Linked DNA regions of Macaca mulatta: region 2 is linked to region 1. Evidence: chromatin contacts called from public Hi-C data. All regions are on one chromosome and are shown on one strand. Each heading gives the region's core, a stretch centred on a gene start, on an enhancer-like site or on the middle of the called end of the contact. The rest is flanking DNA. Distances are from core to core; before and after follow the strand shown. Region 1 holds the start of SLC38A2 (solute carrier family 38 member 2). Region 2 overlaps LOC107000841 (a long non-coding RNA gene).

The links. Hi-C and Micro-C count contacts between places; a contact is called where the count stands out from the background.
Region 2: a Hi-C map of blood shows a contact between it and region 1, with 2.4 times the contacts expected there. The contact joins the enhancer-like site here to the promoter of SLC38A2 in region 1. A contact is called at or near these places in 4 of 14 Hi-C or Micro-C datasets (CD4 T cells, blood, cortical neurons and 1 more).

Annotation. Positions count from the first base shown.
Region 1 is chr11:53,441,549-53,447,314 of T2T-MMU8v2.0, forward strand. SLC38A2 (solute carrier family 38 member 2) reads right to left here and starts at 1,362. Exons shown (of 16, transcript NM_001257811.1): 1 at 1,048-1,362.
Region 2 is chr11:53,527,471-53,533,851 of T2T-MMU8v2.0, forward strand. All of the region lies in intron 1 of LOC107000841 (a long non-coding RNA gene), which reads right to left. Among named protein-coding and RNA genes, the nearest start is that of SLC38A2, 88 kb to the left of the region's middle. Within about 2 kb of position 1,306, at least 16 of the 40 cell types and tissues checked have an H3K27ac peak or open chromatin away from gene starts, as enhancers often do. A contact at or near this core is called in CD4 T cells, blood and liver, where this site is marked.

The DNA.
Region 1 (5,766 bases), core at 112-2,611:
TCATCCCAGGCCAGGCGAGTGGAAAAGTACCAGCCGCGCGCGAGGGGCGGGGGCGCGCCAAGGGGCGGAAAAGTACAGACGGCTGAGCCGCTGAGAACAAAGATGATTCCACCGCTGTGCTGCGGCCGCCGAGGCCCCCTACTCCGGCAGATTTCAGTATTTCACCCTCTCTATTGTCCCCAGTCGGAGTGGAGGGGGCGAAGAGGGCTCTGTTTTGCTTTTTCCCAGGCGCTGCAAACGTGCACAGGCACTCAGGGCACACATGCAGCCCCGACCCTGGCTCGTGTGCATGCAACCTAGGCGCATGGCTTCCCGTTTCTAGCATTTGGAACAGCAATGCTGCGTAATCTGTCCTTTACTGCCTGGAGTCCCCACACCGGGAAATGCCTCTGCCGCACACAGCCTTCCCCAGAAGGAGGCGGAAAGGGCCGACACTACTCTCTCGAGGGGGGCGAACGCCTGGGCCCCGGGAGCTGGGGGTTTATTTACACACGCGCGCGCCAGTGCCCTCAAGCACACCCGTCCACAAGCAGCTGGCCCGCGAGTGCTTCGCCCGCCCAGCCCCTCCTATGTCTGGAAAGCAAACTGATGCAATATCGATCGTCGATATTGTCAAATGTTCTCAACTTGTCTTCCCCAATCTTGGCCTCTCCTATAATACATACCCAAGCCCACCTCCGCCGCCCCCAGATTCCTGGTTCCCTGGACTTAATTTTTTTTTTTTTTTATTAAATGCAAATCAGTCACAAGACTTGCCGCAGCAGAGCCGCGGGCCAGGCTGGCTCCCCTCCCCCTAATGGGAAGATGCGGCTCCGCACCGGGCAGGCACGCGGCCCGGGCCCAGCGCCTGCTCTCCTGCCCACGTCGCGGGCGCGACCCCTGCGCGGCGGGCCAGGATGGAAGGCTGGCCAGGCCAACCGACAACGCCCGCCTCGAAAGGAAACGGACCCCGCGGTCGCCTTCCCGCGCGGCCCCTCCCGGAAGCCCCTCCCCCACTCTCGCCCGGGTCCCGCGCCCTCCCCACAGACACCCCCCCGCACGCGTTACCTCGGTGGTCTCTGTTCTTGTACCCTGGAAACCTCACGCAGACGTCTTCAGTGGGTTTCTCTCAGTCAAATACAAATCATAAAAAACAAACAAAAAATTTCCCCAAATCCAACAACAGGCAGGAAAAATAATTTTAATAAAAAAGGAAATGACAAACTGCCGCCCCAATCCTCCGGCGTCCGCCGTGTCAAAGGAAAGGCGCGAGTGTGCGGTAACGCGTGGTTGGGCTGCTGCTGCTGATAGCAGTACTGGAAAGGCGTTCACTAGGGCGGCGGCGTCGCGGGGCTCTGTAGCAGCCCTTTGAGCGGCGGGTTATAGCGGCACCCCGGGACGCGTCAGTGGGCGGGGCCGCGGCCGCCCGGGCGCCTTCTCTTTGTGTATCAACACCACCTGGGCCCCACCTCCGACCCGCCCAGCCCGAGGCCCCGCCTCCCTGCACCTCCCTCTGCGGCCCGCGCCCGCGGCCCAGCCCCGCCCGAGGGCGCCCCCAAGACTCTCCCGCAAAGCCAAAGCCCACTCTCTCCAGCTTCCTAGATAGTCTGGAAAGACCCCCAGATGCTGCCGCTGCCTATCCTTTTCAACCCGGGTTGGTGCTCAACACATGCGGTTGTCTTTGAGGAGCCATCTCCTTAAAATTTTCTCCTGTCCGATTCACCAGCAGTCCTTGTTTTGGGGGCACATATCAAGGCTTTTCGGGGACACCACCCTCCCACCAAACACTTTCTTGATTGTTATTTTTGTGATTTACAATGAGGTTTTGTCTCACAAACTTGGGCCAAGACAGCAACGTTGTCCTGATGGTTTGTTGTTGTTTCTTTTCCACCTAGACCTGCTTTCACTCTTCAAAACTAGCCCGAGGTCGGCTAGCAGCTCCTTTTCGGGATGACCTTTTTGTACGGCCATGGAAAACCAGACTAGCGGAAAGGCTACCTTTTGGCCAGCAAGCCAGACCCCTTAGAAGGAGGCTCCAGTAGGGAGCCCGGCGCTCCTAAGGCTGCTTGGGAGTCCCCAGTTTTCCATTCGCTGACACGTCGCTTCTCTTATCCCATCACCACCGCCCCCTGCAAGGGCACTGCCTTGTATGAATGCGGGTCTGAGGCGCTTTCTGCAGAGCCTGGTCCTTTCCCTTCAATGGTGATGTGGTCTTGCTGAGCCAGGCAACTAGGGGGGCCCCTTCACTGTGGAGAAAGTGGTGCTGCGGGAAAGGCAAGACTCACTCCCTTGCTGGAAACAAAGACCCCTTAGGAGAGAGAAATGTTCGTGGAATGAATGAACAAACAAGTTTGACCTACTGCTCTCTTCCTTATGGGGACGTGGGAGAAACTGGGCAGGGCACAAAGCAAAGGGCTGGGTGTGATCACAATTTTTGCTTTCAATATTTTACTGAGGAAATCTGTACAACTGCCTATTTCCGCCGCACATGAGGCTTCGGGTGCCCTCGCCTGCACCAGTGTTTATGATTGACAAGCGAGGGCCCGATTTCCCCCATCACACTCCTGTGTTCCCTACCCCAAACCTTCTAACCTTCTACTCCGCTCAGGCCAGTCTTTTTTTTTTTTTTTTTTTTTTTTTTTTTTTTTTTTTTTTTTTTTATGAGACAGAGTTTCGCTCTTTTTGCCCAGGCTGGAGTGCAATGGCGCGATCTCGGCTCACCGCAACCTCCGCCTCCCGGGTTCAAGTGATTCTCCTGCCTCAGCCTCCCGAGTAGCTGGGATTACAGGCATGTGCCACCACCCCGGCTAATTTTGTATTTTTAGTAGAGACGGGGTTTCTCCATGTTGGTCAGGCTGAAATAATAGCCATTCTTGCTTTGGTGGCCAACCTCCTCTCACCCCCTTAAATGCCGCTATCGCACAAGGCTTAGCCTTTGAGCCGCAGGAAAGCACCCCGCATGCCCCATAGCGTCCCTCCCTACTCTGTCCTCTTTTTGCAGGTACTATTTTCTAAAACAATATGGTGATGGACTTTTAAAAACCCATGCTGTCATGCACTCAAAATCATTCCAGACTATTTGTAGTATCATCTGCCCAAAGAGATTGTGAACTCCCCAAGGGCAGGTTTGGAATTTGACACACAATTAGGGCTGAAAAAACTATCTTCCTTCAACATACATTCCCCACTAAAATCAATCAACTCTTCTTGTCACAACAATCTTGGTAGTGGTAGGTTAGAGAGGAGTCCCAGGAAGTTTCTTTAGATCAGGTTTCAACTGATAACAATCAAAAGGTCTTAAACCACTTTTTCATTCCAGATGAATCTCTGGTCGTTTCCTCTGCCCAGTTAGAGGTGCTAAGGAGGCCCTCAGGGTTGGTAGTTATGGGTGGCAAGTTGCACTATAAGTAAATCTCATGTCCTTTGGACTTTTTGGTGGTTCGTATTGCAACACATATTTAGGAGAAGCACAATACCTGTACAGCTGAGGGCAAAGTGGTGGGAGGGGCAGGAGGGGCTGCAGTAATGATCTGGTCTCTGTGATCAGAACTTGAACAGTAAATGACAAAAAAAGAAGAGGGGGTAAACTTCCATGTTTTTATTGACAGTTTGATTTGTCTTTCCGAGGGCCAAACTGAGGCACGCCTGCTAACTCCATCAGGCTTCCAGCTGAGGCCTGATGTGCTCTGAGCAATTGCTGTTATGCTTTGGGCTTGAATGCATTGGACACAGTGTCCTCATTCAACTTCTGGGAAACGATATTGCCAAATACCTATTGGTCATAATTTTGTTTGATTTCTAAGCTACTGTTCTAGAAGAGCAGCATTTTTTAAACTTTCAGAATGGGACCAAGTGGTGGATAGTGATGAATTCAGTGGATTACTACTAGCTTTTTATTTCCTTCAATGCAGTAGAACAGAATACTTTTTTAAAAAAATCAGTATGCCATATGTACTATTATTCTGCAAATCTTTTATCTTGATTATGTGTGTATATATATATGTGTGAGTGTATATATGTACATATGTATATATTTGTGATTATCTGTGTGTTCATATATATGTGTGTGTGTGTATTATGAGTTGTGATGTAAAACAGGTCCCCAACCCCTGGGCAGCAGACTGGTACCAGTCTGAAGCCTGTTAGGAACTGGGCTGCACAGCAGGAGATGAGTGGCAATTGAGCAGCATTCGGCCTGATCAGGGGTGGCATTAGATTCTCATAGGGGCACAAACCCTATTGAGAACTGCACATGTGAGGGATCTAGGTTGCATACTTCTTATGAGAATCTAACTAATGCCTGACAATCTGAGTTGGGACAGTTTCATCCTGAAACCATCTCCAATTTTTTGTGGAAAAATTGTCTTCCACAAGACCGGTCGCTGGTGCCAAAAGGTTGGGGACTGCTGATGTAAAATGTATTTCTTGCTGCGGGTTGGGGTATCAAAGAATTTTGAAAGCTACTGAAAGTGAATTTTATTTCCTATCCTAAGACAGAAAAACTGTCACAAATATCAGTTATCAATTCTGGATTTTCAGGAATGCATTGTCAGGATACAGTGTTAAAACTATTTATTGAAGGTAGGTGGCTATCTTCTGTACAATTTTTTGACCACTATTTCCTGATAAAATAGAGTGGTTCTGTTTCCTGGAAGCTGTCATTGGTTGACATTTTCTACTTGTTGTTAAACAACTGGTTTTTAAGATGACCCTCAAAATTCTATTTATCCAGCACTACAATTTGCCAAAAATAGGCTTACACATAAAATTTGCTTCTATCTACCCTCCATTTCCAACTGTATAGTTTCATTCGCAGATTAGCTTCTATGGCTTTCTTTGATCTGGCCCAGTCTATATTTCCAATCTTATTTTCCATTATTCCTTGTGGTAGGCAGCTTCTAGGATAGGCCCCAATAAATCACCACCTGCTGGTATTCATACATATTTGTAATCCCCTCTCCTTGAATATGGGCTGGACCTAGTGATGCATTTCTATCTGGCAAAAGTGATAGCATGTCACTTCTGAGGCTAGGTTACAAAAAGACAGGCCGGGCATGGTGGCTCATGCCTGTAATCCCAGCACTTTGGGAGGCTGAGGAAGGTAGATCACCTGAGGTCAGGAGTTGGAGACCAGCCTGACCAACATGACGAAACCCCGTCTCTACTAAAAATACAAAAATTAGCTAGACGTGGTGGTGCATGCCTGTAATCCCAGCTACTCGGGAGGCTGAGGCAGGAGAATGGCTCGAATCTAGGAGGCGGAGATTGTGGTGAGCAGAGATCACGCCATTGCACTCCAGCCTGGGCAACAATAGCGAAACTCTGTCTCAAAAGAAAGAAAAGACTGTGGCTTCTATCTTGTTCTCTTGTTCACTTCCTCTGGCTCTCTTCTTCATTTGCTTTGAAGGAAACAAGCTGCCATCTTGTGAGCTGTTCTATGGAGAGGCCCATATGTCAAGGAACGGATGTTTCTGGCAACTACCAGGTAGAACCTGTGGCCTGCCAACAGTCATTTGAGTAAGTGTGGAAGTAGATTCCGCCCATTTGAACCTTGAAATGAATGTAGTCCCAGCTAATACCTTAGCCAGAGGACCAGATAAGCTCAGCCCAGATTTTTGACCCACAGAAACAAGTGATAATAAATGTTTATTGTTTTAAGCCACTACAGTTTGGCACATTTTATTACTCAGCAATAGATAACCAATATATTCCCCTTCACATACCCTATGCTTTTGCCAATATATGTTGCTCAGTGTTCTCAATATAAACCGTTTTCCATTTAAACCA
Region 2 (6,381 bases), core at 56-2,555, 86 kb after region 1:
CTCCATCTCTATTAAAAATACAAAAATGAACTGGACATGGTGGCATGCACCTGTGGTTCTGGCTACTTGGGAGGCTGAGGCAGGAGAATCGCTTGAACCTGGCAAGTGGAAGTTACAGTGAGCTGGGATCACACTACAGTACTTCAGCTGGGGTGACAGAACAAGACTGTGTCTTAAAAAAATAAATAAAAACTAATAGTAAGTTGACTTTCTATTACTGTGGATTTAATTAGTACAATTAGTGTGTTTTCTATGCGGAAGGGGGATGGAGGAGGGAGGAAAGAAGCTGTTATTATAAAACTGTAGTATATGTTTTAAAAAGTTATAATTTTTATCTTTTTTTATTCTTAGAAGCAATATATCTCACACTTCAGGGCTAAAATGTACTTCTCTTCCTCTTCTAAAATCCTGGATACAAATCCTTGGTTTTAAGTTCTCTTTTCCATTCCAGGACACTTTGCAGCCAAAAGTGGAGGTTGAGCTGATCAGGATGGGTTAGGCAACCCTTGTTGTTGAAGGAAGATTTTGGTGGAAGGATCCCATCCCAGTCCCTCCCCTCCCCTCTTCTTCCTCTTCCTCCCCCTTATGATTTTCTGAGCTCTTCAAACACTTTGTCCCTGGGATCACCCTCGCCTCGGGGATGGAGCGCTCCAATGTGGCACCCTTATACCTTGCAAGTGCCTTCAGCAGTGCTTCTGTCAGCCTTGGATGGTGTAATCCGGAGCTGGAGGTCTCTAAGCAGTCAGGCTGCTGCGAGCATGATATTTTGGTGTGTTTGCACCAGCTTCCTGTTGCAGAATTTGGGAAGTGAATCTGGTAACTGCCTGAACAGAAACACTTCCCCTTACTTTCTATATCAAAAAGAAGTTATGAAGTTACCTGACATTGGTGTCTCTTTTTAGGAGTAAGTACAAAGCATTGTGTTTTAAGGAGACTACATAAATAGGGAAAGAACCTCAGCTTCAGCTAAAATAGGTCACACAATTTCTTTTAGCCTCAGTTTCCTCTTCTGTAAGATGAAGCGATACTATGCCCCTTGCATTGGTTGCTATGAGAAGGCAATGAGATGACTTAAATGAAGTGCTAGGTACCTTGGCGGGGGGCACTCAATAAGTGGTAGCCATTTCTCTTTTGGAGAATAGGTTCTGTTTTGTATAAATGTTGTGGACTCTGTCTTCTGAAGTTTGTTTTGTGAGTTGCAGTCATGTGCTTCATATTTCCACGGTAACCCTTGTACTCTGTGTCGGTGTTTATACCCACTTTTGCCAGTGGAGTGAGAGCTCCTGCAGGAAAGAAAGGCATAGTGTGTTTGCTGATCTATGTGCTGGGGTAGAGCGGCGTGGAAGGAAGGGCCAAAGAGCTCAGGCTGGAGCCAGGCTGTCTGAGTTTAAATGCTGCTGCTAAGTTGGTAGCTGTGTAAACTCAGGCAAGTTACTCACCTTCTCTGTGTTTCAGTTTCATCATCTGTAGAATAGAGACACTACTGTATACTACCTCATAGAGAGGTTGTAAGAATTAAATGAAAAAATTCACAGATATATGTAAAATGCTTAAAACAGCATCTGGCTCAGGGTATGTATACTGTTACTATTTACAGCATACATCAGACTCACCATATGGTGAGTGCTCCCTAAATGCAAGCTTGCAAATGAGTGGGAAGTAGAGCATCCCTCTTTCTCTGTGTTCTATAGGGATCCCAAATGGAAGTGTGAACTACACGTGCTTATAAGAGATAGAATATCAAGAATATCAAGTAGAATTTAGATTCCTGTATATGGGAGAATATTCCTCTTCTGCTGGACTCTCTATTTCTGTTTCTGCTGCACCCTTGATTTCCCTCCCATTTGGTATTCCCAGGGCTCCTGTTCGTATCTCTTTGGTCATATCTCCCGGTCATATCTCTGGTGGTCAGTTCTGTGGGGACAGCACTATGTCCAATTTGCTTAATGTTGTATCCGTAGCTCCTAGCCTCTGGCATGATAGCTTCTAAAAGCATGTTTAACAAATGATACGTGGAACACTAGAAAGTGCTATTGAACGTAAGTTTCCAAGAGACACTATTTGTGCACTTAGTAAGGTCAGTACACTGGGCCAGGGCGGGGGCAGGAATACGTGAGAACACAAGTGTAGTGGGAACATATTGTTAATTTACAACCGCAGGAAAAAACAAATATGCATGGTCATAAAGCTTGATTTAGAAAACAGTCTCATTATTAGTGTTAACCCCAAACCTTGGTATTTAGTTTAGGGTAGAATCTGGGAAGAGAAATCAAATGGGAGATTCAGCCCAGAAGAATCACATGATAAAGACTGACTAAATACTGTAAATTTTTCTCAGAGCAAACTTTTATAATACATGTTTCTCAAATATTAATTGATGGTCTAGTGTCTAAAAGAAATAAGCCCAGGAAGGCTATACCATTGTATTTTAAGTGACCTCTAGCCACTCTAACAACTCCTTGAGAGTTATGGCAACGTCCAGGATGTTTTGTGCCTTTGTCAGGCATATGATATATTACTGCTTGCCTGGCCCAGTGTCTTTTAAGATTTTCTGTGGATCAAGTGTCAGGCCATGGCAGGAGACTTGTTCTAAAACAATCATCAGCCTGGTTGAAACAACATAAAAAATGTTTCTAAGTTTGCTATGAGTGTTGTCCATGGCACCTCACCGCAAAGCTATTTTCCTTTGCATCTTGCAGTTGTTTTCATGGTGGCAACTTCTGCAAAGCATATATGATACCTGGCAAAGGATGTCATGGCAGGTTGAGTGGTCTATCTGTAAGTCTTTCTAATTTGGCAGTAAAATTTTAAAGCAAATCCCAGAAAATCCTTGTTGATCTTTGACTCTATGCCCATTAAAGTTTTTTATATCCCCAAAGAATTAAGATCTTCAGATAAAATGTGAAGTGCGGCACAAACGAAGACACATTTGTCAAGTATTAAAACGTGCCAGGACTTGGAGGTGTCACAAGACCTTTTACAAACTGTGTATAGTTTTGTAAATTTAACAAATGACATGAAATTTTATCTTTATAAATGAAACTCCCAATTCTTGTTTTTCTTTCTCAACTGGAGGCAACTAGAAAAAGAAAGACTTTTTGCTTTAAGATTGGATTTATTTTAGGCCTATTTGTTGATTTTTGGATGTATTACAAGCCCCGGTGGGAGAGGGAAGTTCTGGAGCCAGAAGGACCTTGATCCTGCCTTTGGCACCAATCAGGCGCATACACTGGGGCAAGTCTCTTAACTTTCTGGTGGTCAGTTCCTCATCTGAAAAAAGGAATCACTACCTACCTCACATGGTAGTGTCCAGCACATACTGGGCAACATTAATTTTAAAATCTGAATTTAGGTTACTTTTTAAACATACATATGGGTAGAAAGAAAGCTGGGCTTAAGCCAGAAAACCAGTCTTGGTCCTGCTACTTCTTAGTTTTCAACAAATTAACTCAGAAACAGAAATTTAGAACTGAAGGGATTTGGAGGGAGCCCAGCCCTCTTGACTTTCAAATAACAAAACTGAGGACCACAAAAATGATAAGCCTTGCTTAAGGCCAGGCAAGCTAGTGACAGGGCATTGAACATAAACCAGCAGTCAGGGTGCCGGGTCCCAGCCTTTTTCAGTCCTACAGCCCTGCCTTTTGGTAAAAAGCTACACAGATTTTGTTATGATTTAATCACATTTGTTTCAAGTGTCAACCTAATTTGATATTCTTAGTGCCAAAAAGACTTCTTTAGAATAGAAGAACAAAATGACAACCATGACTATTTGACCAGAAGAGAAGTATAGAGCAGAGAATCTTAAGAGTTCTGACATAACTCAGAAAGTTGAAGATCAGGGCGGTGACTCTCGGCCTGGATTGATGCATGGACATGCAGTGCCAGAACTTCTCAAAGATTCTCAATCTTTCCCCCCACATCACAGCTGCCTTATTCTGATGGGAAAATAGAAAGGTACCTCTCTGAGGGAAGAGCACATATATTACATATTGTTTGAAACCTCCACGGTGGCTTGTACAGTGCTTAGCACCCCATTGATTTCTTTAAATGCCTTCTAAATAGCATGGACAATGAAAAACTACTACTAGAATTTTCAGTATAGGGTATTGATGGGATTTACAAGCTGAATGCACCTGTGCAATCAGCACCCTGATGTATACACAGAGAATATTATCAGCATTCCAGAAGCCTCCTCCATGCCCCCAGCGGGGTACCTCGATCCTCGCTTCTAACAGCGTACAGCATAGATGAGCTTTCGCCTGTTTGTCTACATTTTGTACAAATGGACTGACACAATAGGTACTCGTTGCGTTTGGATTCTTATGGGAAATATTCATATGTTGCTTTGGATACACAGGAAGTAGGATTCCAAATTGGGGGCCCTCAGTGGAGGACAAAAGGAATTTGCATATTGCAGTTTCATTTTAATGATGGAAACTGGTATCAATATAGCACTTGATTAGTAAGAGTGTGTAGGTGTAATTAGGTTGAAACTTGTTCTTATTGCCAAGATTTTTGTACCTTAAATGATTCACTACATTTTACAGCAAAGTATAATTTTAGTTAGGCCAATTGATGTAAATAATACAAAATTGAGGAGAGTGAAAAATAAAACCCTTTCCCTTGTGTGCTTTCCTTTGAAATTGTTTTCAAGCAAATTTTTATTTTTTATGTAATGTTCAGAAAAGAATGACAAATTTTCTAAATAAATAATCCAAATAAAAAGAAATTCTGAATGATGAACCCAGATCATTCTGTCTTCATTATCTTTATATTCCTATTATACAACTAAATGGCTGACACATAGTATGCATTCAATAAATGATGACTGCTAGAATAAGTGAATGATTAAGTTAAAACATCATGACAAACCAGGACATCACAATTTATTCTAGAGAATATGTACCAGCAGAGTAAACAGCAATTCCGGGAGCCTTAACACTCTGTACATAAATGAAGACTATTTGGAAGCAGTTTTGCTTTTCAGATTTGGAGTCATGCAATTGTAATCCTCCAGTTCTCATGGTGGAAGAGATTGCTAATTATGTCTCGGTATCCCTTTTCTTCTTCTTTTAGTAATAGAATTCCTGAGTATTAGCAAAGCATATGGCTACTTGACTAGATATAATATTTCACAGCATCCTTTGGAGCTACAAGACTAAGTCCTTGTCAATGGAAAGTGACCAGAAGTAATGCAGGCATCTTGTGGATTTCACTTTTAAAAAACAATTTGTGCTGACTGGGAAATGATAACAATAGAACAGCTGAAGAGAGTCTGTAAGTGAGTCCCATATCTGTAGTAGAATCTCTGCTCACCTGTGGATTGTTAAGTAAGAGAGAAACAAATTTCTATGTTATGAAGACACTATACTTTGGATGGGGTCTTTTTTTTAAAGAATACCTTAGCATATACCCTAATTAATATAGAAATTTGAACCAGAAGTGGGGTGTTACCATAACAAAAAGCTAAATTTTGTGTCATTGAATAGCAACAGGCAGAGGGTGACATGGGCACGAAATTTGATCTAGAAACATTGGTAACACTTGTTATTCTGTGATATGTAATTTGCTAAAACAGTTACCTGTCATAACTTGAAATACAGCTATGCACCTACTGACCTTTAGCTCAATGGGAAAAACTTTGCATATAGATATGTATTGGCTAGTCCTCACTACTTTTAACAATGTATTATAAGAAGAAATGGAAGTTATGGAATTATTAGCCAGCAAGAAAAGACAGAAGAGAATATAGCTCTGATAAGGGAGGTTCTTATTACTTATGGCTTGTAATCTAATGTGCTTGAAAGATTCAGTCATGCAGAGTTGGAAAATCTGTTTGTATCACAAACAGCAGTAGATAAGTTTGATGATGGAGGCCTTTTTCACGTGCCTTCTGTTAAATATTCAATTTCCAACTGTTAAGTGCCTTCAGTTGGCTGGACAATTGAAGCCAGTCCAGAGCAAAGATTGCATTGAAGATGCTGCCTTCCAGTTTCACATGGTTGCCACTAAAGTTAGCCAACGTTAAATGAAAGGAAAGAGAGACAAGCTGAGCACAGAGACCAGGAGATAAAAGAGAAGACTTGGCTTAAAAACTGTGACCAGGGACAAACTTTGGCTATTCTGACTTCCACATAGAATCTAATAGATTAGAATCCTAGTAAAAAATAGGGGTGACTGTGGTGTCTATTTGCAAAAAGAAGTGTGTGCATAGATATTGGGAGGAGGGGTAGACATGGCAGAAACTGATAATTTACCCTAGTAACTAACCACTCTTCCTTTCTTTAGCAAAATGCACCCCAAACCACCCTAGTTTTAGGGCACACGGTTGCCTACCTAGTGACTATATTCTCTTAGCCTTCTTTGTGATTAGGGATTGCT